Linked DNA regions of Mus musculus: region 2 is linked to region 1. A link is a contact called in public Hi-C data. All regions are on one chromosome and are shown on one strand. Each heading gives the region's core, a stretch centred on a gene start, on an enhancer-like site or on the middle of the called end of the contact. The rest is flanking DNA. Distances are from core to core; before and after follow the strand shown. Region 1 has its middle 86 kb from the start of Gm46567. Region 2 has its middle 48 kb from the start of 1700025H01Rik.

What was found. Hi-C and Micro-C count contacts between places; a contact is called where the count stands out from the background.
Region 2: a contact with region 1 is called in a Hi-C map of pre-B cells, with 2.0 times the contacts expected there. The contact joins two enhancer-like sites. A contact is called at or near these places in 2 of 15 datasets of contacts at CTCF or cohesin (large pre-B cells and pro-B cells), 5 of 484 Hi-C or Micro-C datasets (the C10 cell line, bone marrow-derived macrophages, cerebral cortex and 2 more), 11 of 115 datasets of contacts at active chromatin or transcription factors (embryonic basal ganglia, embryonic forebrain, embryonic hindbrain and 8 more) and 2 of 9 other capture datasets (embryonic stem cells and embryonic trunk).

Annotation. Positions count from the first base shown.
Region 1 is chr16:29,724,084-29,731,937 of GRCm38.p6, forward strand. No RefSeq gene overlaps it. Among named protein-coding and RNA genes, the nearest start is that of Gm46567, 86 kb to the right of the region's middle. Within about 2 kb of position 3,583, at least 24 of the 459 cell types and tissues checked have an H3K27ac peak or open chromatin away from gene starts, as enhancers often do. A contact at or near this core is called in pre-B cells and pro-B cells, where this site is marked.
Region 2 is chr16:30,141,113-30,148,966 of GRCm38.p6, forward strand. No RefSeq gene overlaps it. Among named protein-coding and RNA genes, the nearest start is that of 1700025H01Rik, 48 kb to the right of the region's middle. Within about 2 kb of position 4,444, at least 66 of the 459 cell types and tissues checked have an H3K27ac peak or open chromatin away from gene starts, as enhancers often do. A contact at or near this core is called in pre-B cells and pro-B cells, where this site is marked.

The sequences.
Region 1 (7,854 bases), core at 2,333-4,832:
TTTCGAACTTAGAGATCCACTTGCCTCTTCTTCCTGCTGCTGGGATTAAAGGCTTGTACCACTATGGCCCCTCTGGCCCCATGATTTATCTATCTATCTATCTATCTATCTATCTATCTATCTATCTATCTATCTACCTACCTATCTATCTATCTATCTATCTATCTATCTATCTATCTATCTATCTATGGGTTTTGTTGTTTTGTTTGTTGTTTGTTTGTTTGTTTTTGTTTTTTGAGACAAGATTTCTCTGTGTAGCCTTGGATGCCCTAGAATTCATTCTGCAGACTAGGCTGGCCTCGAACTCACAGATATCCCCTGCCTCTGCCTCCAGAGTTCTGGGGTTAAATTCGTGAACCACCAGCCCCTGGTCAGGCCCCATGATTCTTAACCAACATTTCACTTTATACTCAGCACTTATAAAGACCACCAAAGCTGGCATGGAAACTGGCATGTTTAAGACTTCCAACTAGGGCTGGTGAGATGGCTCAGTGGGTAAGAGCACCCGATTGCTCTTCCGAAGGTCCAGAGTTCAAATCCCAGCAACCACATGGTGGCTCATAACCATCCGTAACAAGATCTGACTCCCTCTTCTGGTGTGTCTGAAGACAGCTACAGTGTACTTACATATAATAATAAATAAATCTTTAAAAAAAAAAAAAAAAAAGACTTCCAACTAAGAATTACAAGACCCTCATCCAGCTTTCCATACTGTGTAACTATGAATTTCTAGTGGACTCAGAGAAGAGACTCTCTGCTTTGCAAGACTGAACAAAGTCCAGGTGTCCCTAGAACCCCAGAGTGATGGCTGTCCTTTTCTATAAGTGATGCCCTATGGTTTGCATTCAGGCTTTGAGGGGCGGAGGGAGGGCAGGGAGCGAATGCATGAAGGGAAACAGCTTTCCTTTTGATCAAATGCCCAGGGCTGATCTTCTAGAACATTTACATCCAGGCAAGAGCTGAAAAGTAGGAGCCCCTCTCCTGGCTAAAGCCACCTCACCCCCAACCCTAAGAAAGACTGCTTGCAAAAAGCATTTGGAACAAATTGTGCCATTTGAGAGAAGACAGAGATAGAACAGAAGCTGGCAGGCTGTAATTGCCCCGCTAATTAATGGTTGATCATCTATCCTTTTATGATTCTTGACCCCAGAAGGAAAATTTATTAGTACTTTTAGGTTTTGCACAGTCGTGCTAAATGAGGCGTGTAATGCCCTAATTTAGTGCCTTGTTAGCATAAGCAGGGCCTCCCCAGCCTGCTCAGTCCCCACCAGAAGGCTTTCTCCAGAGCTGTGGGGCACTTACCTAGGCCAGGCACACGTTATTTGGCTCCAGTACCTGAGGAGCCACACACAGCCAAGATGGAAGCTTGCCCCATTCAGCCTGAGGTGGGGAGCAGGGGCTCTGCCATTCATTTCATAACAACATTTAAAGTTCCGAACCTGCAAGCCACTTCACCTCAATCTCCCCCCAACTCCCAGTTCTCAGGGGGCTCCCACTGTACTGCCTGTTCTTGATGTCTCCCCTTAAAAACCAAGATTTGAACCCTCTTCAAATCTCTGGGAAGAAAATGGATAGTTGGTGCCCTGGTTGACTCTGGCTGTATTGAATGCATCAAGGCATCCAGCCCAGACTTTTATCTAGTGCAGATGCCAGCTCAGGAAATGCCCAGTGTTGGCTGCGTAGAGGAGTGACAGCCTGCCAAGCGTGCCTCCAAGCAATGTAATTCAGGGTCCCGGGTTGAAGGGAGGCAGTGGACTGTAGAGAAGCCTGCTGGGCAGGTAGCCACCAACACTGCAGCGCTCACTTTGCCACCCACCAGCTCACCTTTGGAATTGCAGAAAGCCCCTTGCCCTTTACAGACTTCTGTCTTCCCATCTGTCAGAGGCACTGTAAACTTTATTATGTAGGTAGGGTCCCTTCAGGTTTGGCATCCCATCCTTCAGCTGATGCGTCAGGAGTGAGGGGCAAGCTGGGTAGTTCGGTCATTGCAAGGGCCAGCACCAGCAGTCTGCAGAGGGTGAGCATCCTTTGGCAAGTCTAAACGTAGAAACACCATCCGGAGACATTAAAATAAAAAGCATGAAAACAGGGTATTTCTGAAATCATGAGGGCTCGGTGAAATGAAATACAGTATGTGTATATGTTAGGATTATAGGAGCATATTAATAATTGCAGAGTAGCCTATTGTAGGCGTGGAGAGGGGTTCATGGTACCGTATGTGCAAGAGTTCAGGGTCTCTAAGCAAGAGCTCTCATACGATAGTTTTGTAAAAATAAGCCAAAGAAAACACGTTCAAGTAAAGATATTGGGAACCTACGGGGTTTTTGGATAGTAAGAGTCAAGGCACTTTTTTTCCTTCATTAAAGTTTTTGATTTTTCCAATATTTAGTTATAATGACTGTCTATCCCTCAGAGAACCAGAAAAAAAAATACACAAAATTTTTCTAAGAAGTAAAACCTTCATCCAAATAAATGTATTTTTTTTTCATGTCTCATTTCCTCCACATGTGAATTGACAACTCTCAATAACCTCGAAAGGTCACAGTGGCTGGAAGTTCTTAATATAATCATCTATTTGTTATTGATGCTCAGTAAGACCGCTGGATGACCAGGACTCTCTGGCATCCACACAACTGTGAAGGACTTAACTGTGCTGTGGATGAAGGTCGCTCTCTGGGAAGGTCTTTGCTGGAAGCACTCTGCTTGCTGGCTGTAGTCTCAGTCAGATGGGAAGATCTGAAAGTGTCCTTTAACAAGGACATCATGCAGATGAGAAAGGAACTCACTATGACCTGAGCTCTGATCACACAGAGTCTCTGTACCTGCTGTCACCTATGCACCCAAGTTTCAAGGACTCCTGAGCAATGGGGACCTGGCAGGTTGTGTCTTGTTTCCTGGGGCTCTCCAGGTGTGACCTGCCTAGATGCCTTTCTTCTCAGTGTTAGTCTTAGGCTCCAGAGTGAGTCCTTTCCAGAGACAGATGGGCACCGAGTCTGCATCCCCACAATGGGTGTGATCAGGACCTAGAGTGGCCACAGCTATCCTGCCTCTGGAACACCGGGGCTTTGTGTCTAAGTACACTGACAGTGAAACGTTTGTCTCTCAATGGTATGTTGTTCATTTGGGTTCACTGGCCTTTGGGAAGGACAGTCAAGACTGCAGAAACCAAAATACTGGATTATACAGTAGAACTCACAAGTCATTTGGGACTTCACTCGTACCCATGTTCCCTAAGAAATTCCTCTCCACTGGAAACTACGCTGGGTCTCTGAGTGCATGGGTGGGAGGTGAAGAAGGGCAGGATGTTGTAGGTGCTACACTTGCCCTCTGGCGCTCAGAACCCTAGAGAGGGGAACCATCAATGGGCACAAACAGGTGCAAACTGCAGCAGCCCGCAAAGCTCAGAAAAGGCATAAGCCAAATAAACCCCAGGAGACCCAGAGGGGATTCTGTTGAGTTTAGAACGGGACTATTTCTAGACACTTCCGGGAAAAGGTGCCATTTGAGGAAGGCCTCTACAACAAAAGTAACTATTGGAGCACACAGGTAGAGGAATCAACATTTGAGGTTAGGAAGCAGGAAGTGACAGTTGGATTGGCATCCACTCAGGCATGGGGCTGGTGTGGTTAGAGACAAGGACAAGGCATAGCTTAGCGCGCATGTGAGAAAGCAGTCGATGCAGTCACAAGGAGCTTAAAGCCCCAGAGAGTTGTTCTGGTGAGTTTCTGGGATGAGCTTGCAGAAGGAAGACTGGCTTGCTGCTCCACCTGAGAGGGAGAAGACAAAAGAAGCCTGTCATTTCAGAGAGAAGAAATGGACAGAAGCAGTAGGGAGATTCTGATCCCTGCGTTGCTTCTGAGATGGAGCCCCACTTGAGTCCTCTCTCCACTTTGTGCTGCACCCCCCCTGGGTAGTCACCCTCGGCCGGCATCCAAGCTGGGGGTTTTGGCAATGTTTGCAGGAAGCCTGGGAAAGTTTTCAGTGCCTGTGAGCCCTCAGAGACAGGTGGAGGGCTAGTGTCCTCCCACCACCTTCTAGGAGAGACTTTGCTCCCACAGTAGAGCCCTAGCCTCAGGGTGGTTCCTGGTCTGGGCTGTGAAGCCACATCTTTGGACTAAGGGATGCCTCAGGAAACCAATAAGTTTCTCAAGATTTATGACGCAGGAAATGCTTTTTGGGAGAGAAAAATAGAAAAGGTGAGGTAAAGATGGGGCAGGGCTGGGCTGGGCTGGGCTGGGCTGGGCTGGGCTGGGCTGGGCAGGGCAGGGCAGGGCAGGGCAGGACAGGGCAGAAGCCCCAGTAGCCTCCTGGTGCATGTGCTGGGTTGTACTGGTGGAGGAGACTGGTTACCAGAACTCATGGTGGAAAAAAACTCTTAACAAGGATGTAGACATATTTCCTCTTGTATTTTTTCTTTTTTTAATTAAACTTTTGGTTCCTTCTCTGCAAAACAGAAAAGATGAACTCATCAACTCACAAGATCTTTATCCCCAGGTGCCCTAACTCCTCAGGGAACCTGTTGTTTTCAGGATGGGCTTTGAGTATGTTGCCGGCCTTACTTTCCCCTCGTGAAAACTCCAATTACTGAGATCCATATATCTCATGCCTGGGCTGGATATTAATGATGAGTGGATATCCGGAAACTTCCTTTGGAGGGATACAGCTCAGCTGGATTTTCTTATTTACTGTCTTCACTCTGGAGCGAAGCCACATCATCCCAATGCACGTCCCAGCACACACAGCTCAGCATGTGGTCAGTCCTCATGTATAAATCTACAGACACACAAGTCCCAGTGCTCACGCACACCCACATGAACATGCACATGCACATGCACACACCCTCTATCTCAGTTCTCTTTCTGCTAATCAGTGAATCCTCTCTAGTATGAGAGATCTGACAGACTTAGCCCTGTTTTGGATGAATTCCTGGCCATCTTTGGCGTCCCTTTCTGCCAGTCTCTGCCAGCAGGTGGCGCTCACAGCTCTCAGACAACACAATGGGCACCTAGGTTCTGAACTTCTGGCCTTCCCCCCCCCCCCCCACCTTTGGAATGGCATAATTTGGGAGTCATCTATGGGACGACTGCCAAGGTCTTAAATTTTCTACGTGGGGTTTGGATAATTTTCTCCAGACGGCTTGGAGAACTGGACTGGATGGGAGGAAAAGGGGCAGTGGTGGGGGTGGGGTTGGGCTGAGCCTCAGGGTGGGTCTGGTCAGGGCCAGGACAGCTTCAACTCTGGCAGCCAGAAAGCCCCACATTGAGGGGTGTCTGAGGCGAGGGTGGATCACACCCTGTGTGGGGGGGGAATGCTTTCGCTGGTATGAAGACAAACAAACAAAGCCAAGAGCTCCCAAATCCTGCCTGTCCCTATCACTCATCTGACAAAAATGTTAACCCATGGCAACCTCGGCTGCTGCTCAGCACCATCCCGGATTTTATGATTTGTGAATTATTAGTCGTTCAGATCCTTTTTTAGAAATAACTTTTTATCCTGAAAAATTCTAAGCAGATACAAGAGTATAAAGAATGATATAACAACCCACTTACGGGCTCACCAGCTCAGTAATTATGGTAATCAGTCTACCCCTCAGCCTTCTCTGGAATGTTTTATGGCAAATTCCCGACATCATGTCATCCCATCATCCCACACCAAACCACCTACGACTGTGCCCCCTCCCCACCCCCCGTGTGGTATTAAAGAGACCTTCACACCAGCCAACAAAGACTGTTTTTTCTTTACCATAACCATTGTCTAAAACCCATGGGGACTTTCTTAGTGTCATCCAGCCCCTCTGTTGCACACCGAGCCCTTCTGACATCTTCCACTGTCCCAGTGCAAAAGCGCATTTCACCACCCACATCCACCCCATCCCTGCTTGTCAGTGGCTACCTCCTGAGTGAGCATGGACTAGAAATCAGTTAACATGGAGTCCCCATGGGCCTAGAATACCACCCAAAGAGTCCCATGAAGGACTGTCATGCCCAGAAGACACTTTACTGATCATCCTGATTGTCGTCGCGGGTCTGGAAGTGTGACTTAAAAGACCTGTCCTTTCTCAGAAATAGATAAGAGTCTGATGCAGACAGACTGCATCTGCATGCCTCCTGGCTCGGGAGCTGCAGCCATAGGCAGGGAATGCAAACAATGTGGCCGTGCCAGTCCCAGAGAGGTCTGGGAATGCCTTCCTAATTGAGCTGCAGTCTGCCTGCAAGGGAGACAGGGACAGAGAGCAGTGAGGGCTGGAAGGGCCAAGAGGGAGGATGTCTGACACCTGTCTGAGTGCTTTGAACCCTGGTGAGCTTTGAGACCCCCAGGAGGCACCACCTCTGGTGGCCAGAGGAGAGAGGGGTAGGGATCTGTCCCTAAAGGGGTCAATCCCTGAGATGGTTTCTTCACTGGGGCTCGCGTTTGTTTTCATCCACGGGACCACCTTGAACCAATATACTTGCTGTGACAGGAAATGTGCATAGGAGAAGCTTGGGAAGTTCTGCAGTGTTTGCTGAGTGCTAGACGCCCCCACCCCACCGCAATCATGGGTGGTAAGGAGACTTATGTCTTTAACACGTAGGGCACACACACACATTCTACTTGGGCTTTCCTACTGTGCCTTCTGTGTTCCATAGCTGGTCTCTGGCTCTTCAGGCTCTTCAGGACTCCACAGGAACACATTTGATGCCTTCAGTGCTTTCTGACAAGCCCATCGTGACAGGTTCTGTGATACCCTCTGGTTGGTCCAAGACTGGAATCTATCAGCGTTTTCGATTGCTTTGCCTGAGGAGCATCCCATGCCAGCAGGCACCTGTGCACTTCAGCTTGTACTTGAAGAGGTAACACAAAGTTGTGACCCCTAGATCTGTACCACCCTTGGCTCCTGGGAGGGCTTTGGGTAGCAGGAGATGACCAGGCTGAGATCAAAGAATCAGAACCACCAGCTGTGTTGCTGACCTGCTTTTGAGATGATCCCCTCATGTCACAGCTAATATTCTCCAGCGCCTCGGAACCACTGACCCAGACATTACATTATAGTATTCTGTTTTTTATTACATTTGTAACTAAATTGTATTTATTATGTGTTTATTACAATGAAGGTAGATGAAGGGTATAAAGCAGGAACTTTTTTTCCAACCCCTTACCACCTTGTCCCAATAATGTACTGCTTACGGTACACTATGGAAGTGTGCTTTTCTGGGAACCCAGGGATATGTCTGTGTGTTGCCAGTCCCTCTCTCCTCTTCACAAATGTCAAAGCACTATGTCTTTACACACGCACATGCACACGCACACACACACACACCCATACCTTCAAGTTCATGGCAGGTTTAAATTTACCCCCTTCTTCACCATAAAGCCAAATAGAATAGTCTGAGCTAGAACCCCGTACTGTACACTCAGTATAAATGGAAACTTTGGGACAATTCTTATTAATAGTTAGTAAACCAATAATCATCACACATATGTTGAGAGATGGCTGCAAACCTATTCTTGATGGCTTTTCTCATGTATGTGTTCTAGGAAGTGAGGAGACCACCCACTGTTTGGGGTCGGTCGTATAGAACTCTCCCTTGGTAAAGAAAATAATGATCCAGGGGTAGAAACGAGTCATGCAAATTAATTGCTACCCATTTCAGCTACTCTGATATTGTGACTTGGAGACTTTAGAGTTGAACCTGGGGGAAAGCAAGGGCATGGCTGAATTTCCTCAGTGGTAATTTTAGTATCCACAGTCACGCTGGGAAGGCCCTATCAAAACGACACAGTCTCCGGGCAGTGGTGGCACACACCTTTAAACCCAGCACTTGGGAGGCAGGCAGATTTCTGAGTTCGAGGCCAGCCCCGTCTACAGAGTGAGTT
Region 2 (7,854 bases), core at 3,194-5,693, 420 kb after region 1:
ATCATGAACAGCCCCCAGCCTGCTGAATAGCTGACACTAGAAAATGTCAGCTTTCTTCTTCTCAGGACTTGGTTCTTCCAATGGGTAATTACATCTTGAGAAGCATTCAGATGTAGTAGCGGCCAGTGGGTGTCAAATCAGATTGCAGCTCCAGTCCGTTAATGATGCTCTTTCCGTTGGAAAGGTTGAGGTTGGCATGGAGAGGGTGTGCTCAGAACACCCTCCTCTTTCTCATGATCTCCTTTCCTGCCACCTGCCCCATTGTTACCAGTCAGAGAGTCCCGGACCGTAGGAACCACCGTGTTCTTATCGTCCTTATCGTGGATAAGGACAAGGACAGAAATAACCAAGGAGCCTCCACTACCGATCCCATGACAATGGACATGAGAAGATCCAGATCAAAGGCAAGGTACCAGGAGTCTCAGAAATACATTTCAGAATCAATCCATCACTCTGCCACTCACTTCCTCCTTCTCACCTTCCCCATGCTGGGTGTAATAAATCTGCAGTTGTATACATGCTAGATACCCTCCAATCGAATGCTAGGTACCCTCCAATCGAATGCTAGGTACCCTCCAATCGAATGCTAGGTATCCTCAATCAAATGCTAGGTACTCTCCAATCGAATGCTAGGTACCCTCCAATCGAATGCTAGGTACCCTCCAATCAAATGCTAGGTACCCTCCAATCAAATGCTAGGTACCCTCCAATCAAATGCTAGGTACCCTCCAATCATCAAATGCTAGGTACCCTCCAATCGAACCAGGACCAACCCCACTTAGCTTCCAAGATCATATAAGACCAGGCACTTTCAGGGTAGTATGGCCAAAGACGAGGTATACGCTCTACCACTAAGCTACACCCCAGCCCCAACCTCTAATTGGAAACACATCACTGCAGTCTGATAGAAGTAAATTTAAATTGGAAGTGTTTATGAGCAGCAATTCGCCTTGTAACTCCTTGGGTCCAATTTCAGGTCCAAAGGGACAAAAATCTTTCTGATCCTTTAAAATCTTCTCCTTGGCTTTGGGACACGGAGCACCGGATGCCAGAGAGACTGTGACTAGCTCACTTTCGGTAGCAGGGAATTAGTTTGCTGCAGGACCTCTGCTTCCTCTGCTGTGCCAGCTTTCCTGCTCTGGTGCCAGCTGCTCACTAGCTTTCTCTGGTAGATCACTTGGATTTATTCAGTGGCTTTTGCCAGCACTCCTCATATTACCCAGTGTGCGTTCACAGCTGGTAACAGTCCACCTTGGAGCCCTTACTCAAAACTTGAAACCTTTCCTCTAGAGCAAGAATTCATTAGCTTCTGTTTCTGTTATCGCTGGAGAGTAGTGGGCACTGGGGTGATGGGGTCCACCCCGACCCATTATCCAACAATGCCAAAGGGCAAGTAGAGACCTTCAGACAAGGACCAGGCAGAAGCAATGGAAACCAGAACTCTGTAAAGGAGAAAAGACCTCAGGCAGAGCTCCAGTGACATCACTAGATTCTCCAAAGCTGAAACAGGATGTCAGAGCTTATACAACATCTCAGATAGAATGAGCTTACTTTGAGCAATGGAGATTGGGGGGTGGGGGGGCTGAAAGGAAAAATGCTCCAATCAAAGTCACTCAGCTTTGCAGAAGCAGGGCCAGCACCGACTCCCAGTGCATGTTTCTTACTGGATCAGGCGGTGTCTTAGTTAGGGTTTCTATTGCTGTGAAGAGACACTGTGACCACAGCAACTCCTATAAAGACAATCATTTAACTGGGGCTGGCCTACATTTCAGTTTAGTCCATTGTGGACTAAATGATGGGAAACAAGGTGGCATGCAGATAGACATGGTGCGGGAGAAGGAGCTGAGAATTCTGTGTCTTGGTCCACAGGCAGCCACAAAAGAATTGCCACACCGGGCGTGGCTTGAGCATCTGAGACCTTCAAGCCCACCCCTAGTGACCATTTCCTTCAACAAGGCCACACCAATTCCAATAAGGCCACGCCCCCTAGTCCTGTCAAGTAGCACTACTACTCCCTGATGACCAGGTATTCAAATATATGAGCCTAAGAGGGCCATTTCTATTTAAACCACACCAGTGGGCTACTCAGAAACCCCAGGCACATTCAGTGTGGGTGGTCTGGGCGACTCTCCTGCTCTCCTACCCACTCTCTCAGGGAGATACACCAGAATGAATGAGTCAACAGCTGGGGTGATATGGACTCATGCCTGGAGGTACCTGTCCCCAGCAAATGCTATCCAAATCAGCTTCAGACGGAGCGGTAATGGCCCAGCCCCAGTGGTCCCAGAGAAGACATATGCATATCCCTATGTAAATGGGACATTCTGCCATCAACTTTAGATTCTTCTCCATTGTCTAGTCAGAGGGGACAGCAACTCCTGGTTTTCAGTAACTCTCTAGTGCTTTCATTTCCCCCCTTGTGCAAACTTTTGTCAACTTGACACAAACTAGAGTCACCTGGCAAGAGAAAATCTCAATGGAGAAGTTGCTTTGTGGTGGTTTGAATGAGGGTGATCCCTATAGGTTTATATGGTTGCAGACTTGCTAGAAGGTGTGGCCTTGTTGGAGGAGGTGTGTCACTGGAGGTGGGCTTTGAGGTTTCCAAAGACCCCTGCATTCCTACTGTGCCCTCTGCCTCCTGCTTGCAGTTTGAGATGTGAGCTCTCAACTGTCCCTGTCACCATGCCTTCCCTCTGCCATCTCAGACTATAGCCCTCTGGAACCATAAACCCAATAAAAGACTTTCCTTTATAAGTCATGGTGTTTGATCACCCAGCAACTGGAAAGTGCCTAATACATGCCTCCTCGTCAGAATGGCCTGTGGGCACTTCCTTGATTGATTGATGATGTGGGAGGAGCCAGGCCACCATGGGCAGTGGCACCCCTGGGTATGTGGTCCTGAGCTGTCTAATAAAGCAGGCTCAGCAAGCCATGGAAAGCAAGTAAGCAGCAAGCCAGCCAGTAAGCAGCAATTCTGCAATGCCTGCTTCAGTTCTTGTCTACAAGTTCTTGCTTGAGTTTCTGTTCCTAGATCTCTCAGTGATAGACTGTGACATGGAAGTGTGATAAACCCTTTCTTTTCCAAGCCGGTTTTAGTCAGTACTTTTTCACACCAACAGGAAGTAACTCATATACCGTTTGTGCGCTCAGACTTCATCCCTTGACTATTATTCACCCTTTCCATGTATAGGTGGTGATTTCTCCACTGCCATCTACACCCCTCAATCATGTCCCTGCCACCTTACTATACCAGCTTGGCCACTGTCACCAGCACCCCTCCATGTCACCTGTACCCCTCCTCTGTCACCAGCACCCCTCCTCTGTCACCAGCACCCCTCCTCTGTCACCAGCACCCCTCCTCTGTCACCTGTACCCCTCCTCTGTCACCAGCACCCCTCCTCTGTCACCAGCACCCCTCCTCTGTCATCTGCATCCCTCCTCTGTCACCAGCACCCCTCCTCTGTCACCTGCACCCCTCCTCTGTCACCTGCACCCCTCCTCTGTCACCAGCACCCCTCCTCTGTCACCTGCACCCCTCCTCTGTCACCTGCACCCCTCCATCCTTCCCCTTCTTCTCCCCTCCACTAGACCCGCTCCCACTTCTCCACAAACACCTCCCCGTTCTTATTCCACCTGCTGTCTCCTCCACACCCCACCATCCCCACCACCCTTAACTCCATTTCCTCCTCTGCAACACCCCAGATCTCTGTCACCTCCTCTTCCACTACCTAGCTCCATAGGCCACCGGCCACAGAAATGACACACCACCTTATTTGTCAGCTTGAAACAGGCCTTCATACCAGAGAGGCCTGGAGGACTACAGCACTTTCAAAATCAAACAGTTCCCAAATATTTGAATCTGCAGCTATTTAATGAGACTGGTCACAACTTTGAAAGACACCAGTTAACGCCCCTCGTCCCTCCTTAGTTTTGAAACTGCTTATCTAATCTCTCCACCCCTCCACTCCCAACCCAGACTGTAGATACTCCCAAATGAAGCAAACAATGGTGGCCTTGTTGCCCAAAGCTGATATTAATAGACGATTCCTTTTTATTTCAGCCTGGAAACACTGGCGGCAAACCAACCTTAGGAGGGACTGACTGTAGCGAAAGTCTAAAAAAAAAAAAAAAAAAAACGCGACAAAGGAAAAAAAAATCCAACCCAGCTTTGATCAGAAGGGTCTGAAGATGGATGGTGGTCATTTCACAGGTCTCTGGGTGGAGGTTCATGTCATTTTGAAAAAAAAAAAAAAAAGAAATTGGGTTAACAGGAAAAAAAAAAGAGAGAGAAAGAGAAAAGAAAAGAACCCGAGACAGACGCATTTTCTGATGGAACGGGGCCACCGCGCCACGAGGATCAAAGCTGTGCCACGCAGAGGCGCATGAAGGATTACTCACTTTCTATTTTTTTTTTCACGCCTGCAGCACACATGGGGATCTAATTGGTCCTGGTCAGGATGGGAAGTACAGACAGGCAGCCCCAGCGAGAGAAAGCGGGCAAGCGAGTGCGGAGCCCAGGGGAGTCAGGGCTTTCTGCAGCTGCAAACCACCAGAGGCGGCTCACAACCACGTGCGGCCTTAATTGCTCTCCTGTGTGTTTCCTCAGCCCAAGACCACTAGTGTCTACTTGCAAGCCTTTCTGATCTCAGAGGTGATGAGTTTGGCGGCTGTCAGGCGTGCTGGGGCGTGGGGAAGGTGGGGCAGTGAGTCTCAGGGGAGGAAGGCTCACACTGCTCAGGGAGGGGCTGCTAGGCTGGGTGACAGAACCCATCCTGTTACCAGCTGTGGCCTAACCTTACATTTGTTCCTATTCCTGGGGGGGGGGGGGGGGGGGGTCAGTATAATGCCCAGGTCCCTTTTCAGGGGTAAAGGTTGTTGTCTGAGTTCTAACCCACAACAGAAGGGTTATATCGGACCAAAGGCAGTAAGCCAAACCTAAAGTACAGAAGCCCACCTGCACAGCCAGCCACGGCAACCAACCACTCTGGCTCGTTGTTTCCTTACCTTACAATGGGGTAGGTTGGGGCTGGGAAGATGGCTCAGTGGGTATGAGTACATGGCTCTATAAGCAGGAAGGACCAGTGTTCAAGTTCCCATTGCTGCATCAAAAGCCAAGCATGGGCTACACATACCTTTAACCCCAGCACTGGGAAACTCTTGAGAGCTCACTGGCTGGGCTAGGCAGCCTAGGCAAAAAGATGAGCTTCCCATTCAGTGAGAGACCTTGCCTCAATGCAGTGAGGCAGAAGCAATAGAGGAAGACATCTGGCATCCCTCTGTAGCCTCCGTGTGTGTGTGTGTGTGTGTGTGTGTGTGTGTGTGTGTGTGTGTGTGTGTACAGGCATGCACACCCACCCACAATGTATATACACAACACACACAACACACATCACACACATACACATAAATAAATAACAACAATAATAACAATAATAAATAAATAAATAAATAAAACTCACTGTCACTGGGAGGATAAAAGACCACTCTGCTTCTAATGTAACCACAGGCAGCCTTGCCCTGTGATCTAAGTTGGGTCTGACTTCTCCTTGTCTCTTCTCTACCTCCTCCCTGGGGAAAATTTTCCCAATCACACAGATCTGCAACATAGCAGACCCCATCCTGTAGCAGACCCCATAGCAGACCCCAGAGGCCTACCCTCACCCAACTCCCTTGTCTCTCATTTCCTGCTCCCATGTCCTCTCTCTCCCTTGTCAGCCTCTGTTCTATACCCCTACATATGCCACGTTTGTGTGTGTGTGTGTATGTGTGTGTGTGTGTGTGTGTGTGTGCACATCCGTCTCAACAGCCAGTTAAAGCTATGCATGCAGCAGTATAAAAAGCTATATAAAGTATATAGCTATGCCCGGCCTGCATTGACTCCTCACTGAGCACTCTGAGGGGCTCCCTTCCCTGCAGGTCCCTCAGCTCTGTTCTCTCCTGACCCTCACTCTGTCTGTTCCTGCTGTCCCCTTGACCAGGAGCGGCTTCATCGTTGTTGTTGTGGCTATTATCATTATTATTATTATTATTATTATTAGTCCGTTTCATCCTTCAAGACACAGCCAAGTCAAGAGCTCTTCTAAGTGACCTCCCCTAGTGGGGGCAGCAGCCCCTGCCACATATACATATCTACCTCTTTAGGGTTCCTTCTTTACTACCCTGGGATGGAAGCATTTGCTTGCCCACCTCTCTCCATGTGAAGGAAGTTTGAGGGATGAAAAATGTGTTTTGTCTCTGTACACACACACACACACACACACACACACACACACACACACACACAGAGCACATTTAGCACAGTGCCTGAACTATGCAGGCACCCACAAAGTGCATCTTGAATGAATTTATGGCTCGCAGTTCTCTGCCTACACTCTCCAATTAAGCTGGAACACTGCAGTGCTGGGGATGTGCTTGGGCTATTGTGTGTGTGTCCAACACATAGGAGAACCTCTCAGAGCTTCTGGTTCTGGCTTAGGATTTAGCTGCAGTCGGTGTCTTTTCTGTGTTTGGTTTCTCCTGTGCTGCTCTCCCTGAAAACTGGGTATGGCGGGTCTCAGGAAATATAGTTTTGACGAATAAGTAGTAGAGAGATCAGGAAACCTAGTGATGGCCAGGACATGCAAGGAGCTAAATACTGATTTCTTCCTCTCATTTAAATGTTACCATGCTAACTGTGATGGCTATTTTCTGGTGTCAACTTGACTACATTTGGAATTAACTAAAACCTAAATGGCTGGGCATATCTGTGAAGGATTTTTTCCCCTCTTAATTAAATCTTTTGTAGTGGAGAGACTCACTTCTAATCTGGACCTTTTGAGGTGGGAAGATCCACCTTTAATATGGGCCCCACCTTCTGTTGGCAGCCTATAGAAAGGACATGGAAGAAGGAAGCTCACGTTCTCTTTGCCTGCTTATTCTCTTTCATTGACAAATCCACTCCTTCATTGGTATTAGAGCCTTCTTTGGGATTTCAGAGCACACTGAGGACCAACTAAGACATCCCATCCCATGAACTAAAAAAACCTACTAGATTCTTGGACCTTCCATAGGTAGACAACCATTCCTGGAGTATCTGGACCACAGCGTGTAAACGGTTCTAATAAATCCCCCTAGACAGACAGACAGACAGACAGACAGACAGATCCTATAAGTTGCATTCCTCTAGAGATCCCAGACTAATACACTAACCCTCAAGTTAGGGCTTAGGGGAAACAGCTGTGATGAGTGCGATCCCATGAATTACACTGGTGACTTTTTGTTCTTTGTGTTTGTTTGTTTGTTTGTTTGTTTGTTTGTTTGTTTAATAAAGGATGCTTAAGAAAGCTCCCTCAGCCCGTTGGACACATGAAGCTGGAGCCAGGAGCCTGTTTACAAGGAAGTGGATGGGGACAAACACTGAGTCTAGTGGGGTCTTGTGACACTGAGTCTATAGCTGGACTCCCTGCCCCCAGAATGGTGAGAAAGCTGCACTGTGTTTAAGTCACCCAGTCCTCTGTTTCGTTACAGCAGTCTAAAAGAACTGGTAAACCCGGGTTCAGCTCAGAGGTAAAATCCAAAGAGAACTCTGATCATCTCTAAAATGTTACTCCTTGTCCCAGCAAATACTTCACAGTTTTATAACTAATACCAGTTAGTATATGCCTGCTTGCTCAGCCCAGAATCCAGGAATAATATTTGATTCATTTTTTATTCTTGCATGTTACAGTCAGTCCACCAACAGGTTCTACAAGCTCCACTATCAAAGTACATCCAATCTTCAATCATTATCTTTACAGTCCCATATCTTGACCTTACAGCTACCCCCTCCCCCAGCAAACACAAATAGACGGTCTTCCTGGTTCCTCCTACAGCCTT